Linked DNA regions of Mus musculus: region 1 is linked to region 2. Evidence: chromatin contacts called from public Hi-C data. All regions are on one chromosome and are shown on one strand. The core of a region is the stretch at or near the end of the contact, and the rest is flanking DNA. Distances in the headings are between cores, read along the strand shown. Region 1 holds the start of Vps37c (vacuolar protein sorting 37C). Region 2 overlaps A430093F15Rik (RIKEN cDNA A430093F15 gene).

Region 1 (3,509 bases), core at 845-3,344, 93 kb after region 2:
CTGCCAAAGCCTGCACAACAACCTAAAGGCTGTGGCCATTACTGAAACCTGCGTCACAGGGCAAGCTGGGTAGGGACAGATCAGAACCTTTCAGGAACTCCAGATCCCAAGAGGAAACTTCTAACACAACCCACCCCCCCCAGCCCCACCCCCACCACCCACAACAGCAATCCAACTGCTCTAATACAGGTCCTCAATGACCTCATTGGTCAGACTGGAAAAACCCCACTACTGCGAGCCAAAGTGTCCAGGAATGAGTCATATGTCTATTTATCTCAAAGTCCTGTTAATGGCACACTAGCACATGTCAAAGCAATAAGCAAAAGGCAACAAGAATCTTGAGTGACCACCTCAAGCTCCAGTGGCCCAGCAAATCTACAAATATGCATTAAGACCGGAATCACCCAGTCAGTGTATGTGTTAAAAACAAACTCCTGGGGCGCCAGCCAGCTAACATCACAAGACTCTCCAGAGATGGGGGCTCTGCATTTTCAACCAGAATGACCGCAGATAATTCTTAAGCTCCAACATATTAGGGCAACTGAGGCGTCTGGAAGGCAGTATTAGAGTTAAAGACTCATTTGCTTTGTTAAAAAAAAAAAATCTAACAGCCACTCATTGGTTGATAGTAGCCAATTCTGTAAACGGGTCACCAGTCACTCAGAGGTGTTCTCTATATCCAGTAACCAGTGTAAAACACCCCCAAAACAGTACCCAGCAAGGACAGCCACACAAGCAATCAGAACTACTGCTTGGCAAAACAGCAACAGAAAACAGCCCCACTGAAGCACTCCATCATGTTTTCTACTTAATGGAAATTACAAAGGCACTGGGCCAGATTTCCAAGACAATCTTACGAAAAAGGCTTTTTTTTTTTTCTGGGCACTATGACTGCCAAGAACAAAGACTCATTTCAGAGTCCACCATTTCACCCAGCAGCCCTCAGTTCCACAATCCCCAGATCAGGGCCCTCCCTGGGCCCCAAGCAAAGAAGAGTCTTTCCCTTCTAAGTCCCTCTATCACCACCATTTCTAGCTGCAGGACTGACAGTCACTGAATGTGGAGTGGCACGCTATTGGTAGAGACACCTGGAAAATATGCAGGGAGCGATGAAGGAGCCCTGGTATCCGTGAAGTTTCTTGGCTCAAGGTGGCTAGCCCAAATCTGATTGACAAGGTATAGGCTGGACTCAAGAAATGTGACCCTGATGATAGTCCACTCTACCAGTAACTCAAACACATCTCTGGGAATGTCTTGGCCCACCAAAAAAAAGTGAAAGAACACCCCTAAACGGCTGTGAGGGGAGAAACAAAGCAGAACCAGGCACATGCTGGGACCATACACCTGGAAGGCCCAGAAGTAAGGATGGCTCAGCCATGCTGGACAGTTCAAGTCGGGGTCCAGAAGAAAGGGGAAGAACCCTTACCTATTGCTAACCTGGGGAATGATACAGGCCAGCAAGACAAAGGCCAGAGTCCCTCTAACTCCACTATATCGCAGGGGCAAGTCAGAATACACACAGGCCTCAGTTTCCCAATCCGTACAAGGGGCAAAGAGGCTCTTAATGACACAAAGGCCACAAGGTACTCCTACAGAGGGTGAAGGGTTGCGTGGCGTTAGCGGATAGGTGGGAGGGGGCGGGGCTGAGGCGACCGGCGAGGACAGCCTCCCACCGTCCATCCCTCCCACCCCACTGCAGGGGCGCAGGCCCGCGGGGAGTCACGCGCCCATCGCGCCCAATCGCCGGCTTCGGCCAGGAAACCCATCTCTGAGTTCGCCGGCAACGCCCCCGGCACGGTAGGCCGCTGCCCGCCGCCGCCCGAGACCTTCCCCAGCGGCGCTCACCTACCGGGGCCGCCGCTACCGCGGGCAATCAGCCGCTGCCCGCACTTCCGGGATCCACGAGCCCCGCCTCTACCGGATGTGACTTACTCCCGCGTCCAGCTGAGAACGAGCCGCACTGCCCCTCCGCCGCGCCCCGAGTGTCCTGCCTTGTAGGCCTAGGGGTGGCCACGATACCTGCACTCAGACGCTGGTGGCTTCAGGCGCCACACCCGCGGAAGGCCACTCGGCCCCGCCCGCGCGGGGGAAGGCACCACCCCTAGCCCCGCCCCCGCCGTAGGACTCCGCCCATTGCGAGTACGCCTGCGCAGACTTGCAGGCGTCCCTTCGTTTGCTCTGAATATCCTGAGACAAGCGTGGAACTTCCAAAGGGAGGCTCCAGATGGGCTCTTATTGCACCACGGTATCCCCGGCCTGCTGCGCACACTCCTTTTTATAGTTTGGCCTCAGGACTAGAATGGCTGCGGTCCTGAGTCCCCTTCAGACACTGCTAACAGCTCTGAGCTTTCCTAAAAAATCACCCTTTGTCAGGACCGTAGATTGCTCTTACTCGTCTGTAGATGAGTGTGTAAGCGTCAGACTTGATCCATCCTCACTCGCCCAGAGTGACAAGCCTCAGGAAGGGATGGAAACAAACCAGCCCTGAGAGGTGAACGCCATTCCACTTTGGCTGCAGTGGTTAGATTAGCTTCCAGCCTAAGAAAACCCTGCCACCCTTTGTTATACATTAGAACTTTTGTTGCTAGTGGCAGAGACCAGCACAAATTGGCCTCTTCAAAATGGTAATTGCTGGGTCATACAACGAGAAGTCCAAAGGCCCTAAGTGATACCAGGCTCAGTGTCAGAGGCCTCCACCTTCACTTGACTCTGACTTCTGTCCACCCAAAATGGATCTCACCTCAAAGAGAAGGAGAGAGCCAAGAAAGAGTGACCATGACATGGGACACAGGTTCAGGTTGCCTTAAATAACATGTTCCAATGTAAAAGTGCTTTTGTGAAGTCTGTACAGTAACAGAATAAGGCTACCCCAAGGCATTTTACAAATACATTGCTGGGACCATCAGGCCAGTGGGTAATGAGAAATTAGGGAAAATCTCTGTTTGGGTCTGAGGTGCTATTTGATTACATTTTAGCTTTGGGGTCTGCTGAGTTAGTGCATCCCAAAAGGTTTACCCGATAATCACATTGATATGAGGTAAGGCACAGAAGTGAGCAACATTTATTAAGGAGAATAACAATAATTATCAGTTAATTGGACCCTGTAACATCCCAGCTTTCCACAATCAAGAAGTTCTAATCAGTCAACAGAGTTGCAATTTTATTTATTTATTTATTTATTTATTTTTGAGGGGGGACTTCCATCTTGTAAGTTTCTCTTTTGGGTCATCGAATTTCATCAAGATCTCCCACTTTTTCTATTTCATATTCTAGATCTAAAATGATCATCATTGTCCCCATTGGTCAGAACTCCCTCCCCTTTACTACCTCATGGGGTCCCTGGGTACTCAGGTCTCAAGTCCCCTGTGCTGTCCTAGAACTCTCAAAGTAGTCAAGAGTAAGCTCTCACCTCTACCTGGCAAGTGCACAGTGTTATGCTGTGCTGGAGACACAACCCAGGCCCTGCACACACACACTCTCCCCTACCTCTAGCACAGCTACTACAAAAG
Region 2 (3,284 bases), core at 665-3,164:
TCTGCCTTCAAAGTGCTGGGATGGCAAGCCTGGACTACCACGGCCAGCTGAGAAATGGTTTTTGTACTAAACTCATATAGAACAGAAGCCAAAGCCACCCCTCTGCTCCCACATTCTTCACAGTCTTCATTGAGTTTGCAAATATGTCACCTGTTCATGTTCAAGGGCTCCTCGTTCTTCTGTTCTCTAACTTGCTCGTGTAACAACCCTCAGTGGCAGTCATAGCTATTAGCCCCAGAAAGACTCAAACCCAGCCCAGACTGAGTCTGAGACTTCCTCTCTTACCACTGTCAGCCTCTCTTCCCGCTCAGGCGCCAAGGGTGTGGCAAGACAATGAACCCCTCTAATAAACCCATTCAAGGACATCTGATTTCCCCCCACCAGGACAGTGCCCACACAAAAAACAGAAAGCAAAGCTTTATGTGTCTGCAACAGTTTTATCGTCACCATCTTAGCAGCCACCCCCTCCAGGATCTGGATCTATAGATGCAGTGCACCTCTGGTCTGAGAGGCTTCCTTGGGGGAGGGGAGTTACAAAGGGACCTTTGGCAACATCTCAAGCACTCAAGGGAAGAGTGCTCATTGGCCCATAACCTTAGTGGCCCAGCCCTCACTTCCAGGAGTGACTGAGGGACAGAGCTCCCATAGGGGCTTCGGATCTACCAGACCCAACTGTACCTCAGCATCAGCAGAAACCATTACCAAGAGGCTCAGCCAGCAGAGATGCAGTGTCCTAAGGAGAGGCTTTGCAACACATCACCCTCTCCTCTCTCTAGAGGAGCGGCTGAGGCCCAAGGATTGCTGGCAAATTCCAGGACTTTGCCCAGCTTTGGAGACGAAGTCACTGATGCTGAGAGAGTCTCACTGGCCATAGCTGAGACATGAGTCCACAGTATAGACTTTCCCCTCTTTAAGGCCTCCAACTGGCAATCCAGAGGCCAGTCAATCTCTAGATGAGCATTTGTCTGGCAATGCTGAGGGTGAACCCATGACCCACACACATCCGGGAAGCGCCCTGCCACTGAGCTATAAGTTCAACCTTTCCTTCATTTTAAAAATTTTATGTTTTTGGAGTCAAGAGTCTCACTAAGTTGCCCTGGTTGACCACGGAGTGGGTGACAGACATATGTGCCAGTCCTCAAGTCTTGTACCAGGGTGGGGCTGGCAGGGTATAGCACCCTTCCAGTTTGCTGTGTCTGGCTTCCTTGAGGCTGCTACAGGTCCAGGAAGTTTGTAACCTGAGAAGGGGCCACGGAAGGCATCCAGGGACACCTCAGGGTGTTTGTAAGTGAACACATGGACTCATACAAACTTTCATCTGTCGGCTACAAACGCTGAAACTGAAGGCTCTGGAAGAGCTCCTTCCCAAAATGTCCACAGCCAACGCCAATGCCTACTGAGGGGCCATTAGTCCCTGCTCCGTCTTCAGTAAGAGGCCTGCCTTCTCTAGAGTTGGTTTAAAAGATGGCTTCTCCTGGGAGATGCTGGTCACGCATACCTGAACACAAACTGCTTTCTTAGAGTTCTTAAACTCTTAGCTGAATCACAGCACAGAGACTATGTTATCCAAACAATGCACTTTTGCGGGTTTGGCTATTGGTCAGGAGCCAGGCAAGGGGACTAAAAAATACCTTAGGATTTGATAGCTACAGTCACTGTAGCTATCAAACTCTGCAGCTCTACCATAAAAAGCCATGTCCGAGCTCCATGCACTAACACTTGTGCCTACCCAATTTATCTAAAAAACTAAAAACTAAAAAAAGAAAAAATGAATTCTGAGTCACTGGGGCCTGACCATCATCAGTGTGTCTTCTTTTCGCGCTGTGTGGAAGGTGGAAGGTGCTTCTGGAGGCCCCATGCCCCTGGTCTCCAGCACTGACTGACAGTAAGTTGCACACAGGCCCCCACATTGTAGAGCTGTTTTCTGTAACATCTTGTCAAAAGCTCACTGAGGCAGGATGTGATTCATACTTCGTGTCCAATGTCATATTTTCAAGACTGAAATTTTAAAAATAAAACTTACATCATTCTCTCAAAATAAACTCAGTGGGATAGAATTCTGATACCCAGAAAACTTATGTCACTCTTTTAAAATAACCGTAGTGGGATAGAACTCTGATACCGGCCCCTGCCCATCAGCCCCTGCCTCCTTAAACTCTTAATCCACTCATCATGGAGCCTTTTTCTCTTTCTTTTTAGGTTTGTGAGAGGCAGGTGGTGGGGGAGGGGAGGTGTTGATAATGGTGCAAAACAAAAAAACATCCTAAAGTTCGGTGGGAAGATGGGTTGATTGGGGTGGCACAGCCTCCATGAAACGCTCTGTGGGGAGTGAAAGACAGGGGGTCCAGGCTCGATGTCTTGGGGAGGGCCCAGCACACTACCAAGCTAAAAAATGAGGCAAGTGAAGTATGAACAGGGAAATTGTGCATGCTGTGTAGACGGCTTCACTCCACCCTCTGCTCTCCGGCTGTATTTCATGCTCTATAGCCATCTTAATTATGTAGTTGGCCCTACATGGGAAAACCTTAAAAAAAATTTAAAAATCAACTTGGCTGACAAATAACATAATTGCAATAAAATGCACCCCCTTTAAGTGACAGTTAGGGGACCGGGCAGATGGTTCAGTGGTCATGAGCACCTTCAGTTCTTTCAGAGGATCTGAGCGACAGTCTCCATGTAACTGATTTCAAAGGACTCAACATCATCTTCTAGACTGTAGGATGAGATTTCATCTCTCTCGGGCAAACCCCTTAATGTGTCCGTACTATATAGAGAGGTGTGTTCACTGCATAAGAAACTGCCAGTCCTAGGCAGAGCACTGTCTTGCTAAATGGACCCCCTGTTAACCTGCCTTCTAAACACTTAAGTTAACACGCATAGATTAGTGCTGCCCTCAACCCTGGCCAGAGAAGCTTTGCTCTACAGTGGGCAGCAGCCAAGGCAAAGACGCATAACAGTCGAAGAAGTGAGACTAAGTGAGTATTGAGAGTTCGGTCCTAAACAGGACATAGATATCAAATCCCTCCCTGGAGATTCAGGGACTATTGCCAAGGAGGGATGGAAAGAATCTAATAGAGGAAGGATAGGGAGGACAATGTATGGCATGGTGCCTTCTGGATGTGACATGACCATTGCACACCCAAATCCCCTGCAGCTACAGGTACCTGCTTAAGATCCAGCCAAAAAAATGACTCAGCATTCCAACAGGATGTGAACAGGGGAGGGTGTGAGTGGTATGCTAGGGGTCCCACCCTGGGGGTGGGAGGGATGGGGGGTCTGAGGAT

The links. Hi-C and Micro-C count contacts between places; a contact is called where the count stands out from the background.
Region 1: a contact with region 2 is called in a Hi-C map of cerebral cortex, with 4 times the contacts expected there. A contact is called at or near these places in 3 of 39 promoter capture datasets (the C10 cell line, embryonic stem cells and neutrophils), 3 of 484 Hi-C or Micro-C datasets (CD8 T cells, bone marrow-derived macrophages and cerebral cortex), 5 of 130 datasets of targeted methods (the 230-238 cell line, bone marrow-derived macrophages, effector CD8 T cells and 2 more) and 3 of 9 other capture datasets (adipose tissue, liver and pancreatic islet).

The regions. Positions count from the first base shown.
Region 1 is chr19:10,687,320-10,690,828 of GRCm38.p6, reverse strand. It overlaps Vps37c (vacuolar protein sorting 37C), which reads right to left and starts at 2,094. Exons shown (of 5, transcript NM_181403.3): 1 at 1,850-2,094.
Region 2 is chr19:10,780,476-10,783,759 of GRCm38.p6, reverse strand. A430093F15Rik (RIKEN cDNA A430093F15 gene) reads right to left here. Exons shown (of 4, transcript NR_027805.1): 2 at 679-1,998. Among named protein-coding and RNA genes, the nearest start is that of A430093F15Rik, 41 kb to the right of the region's middle.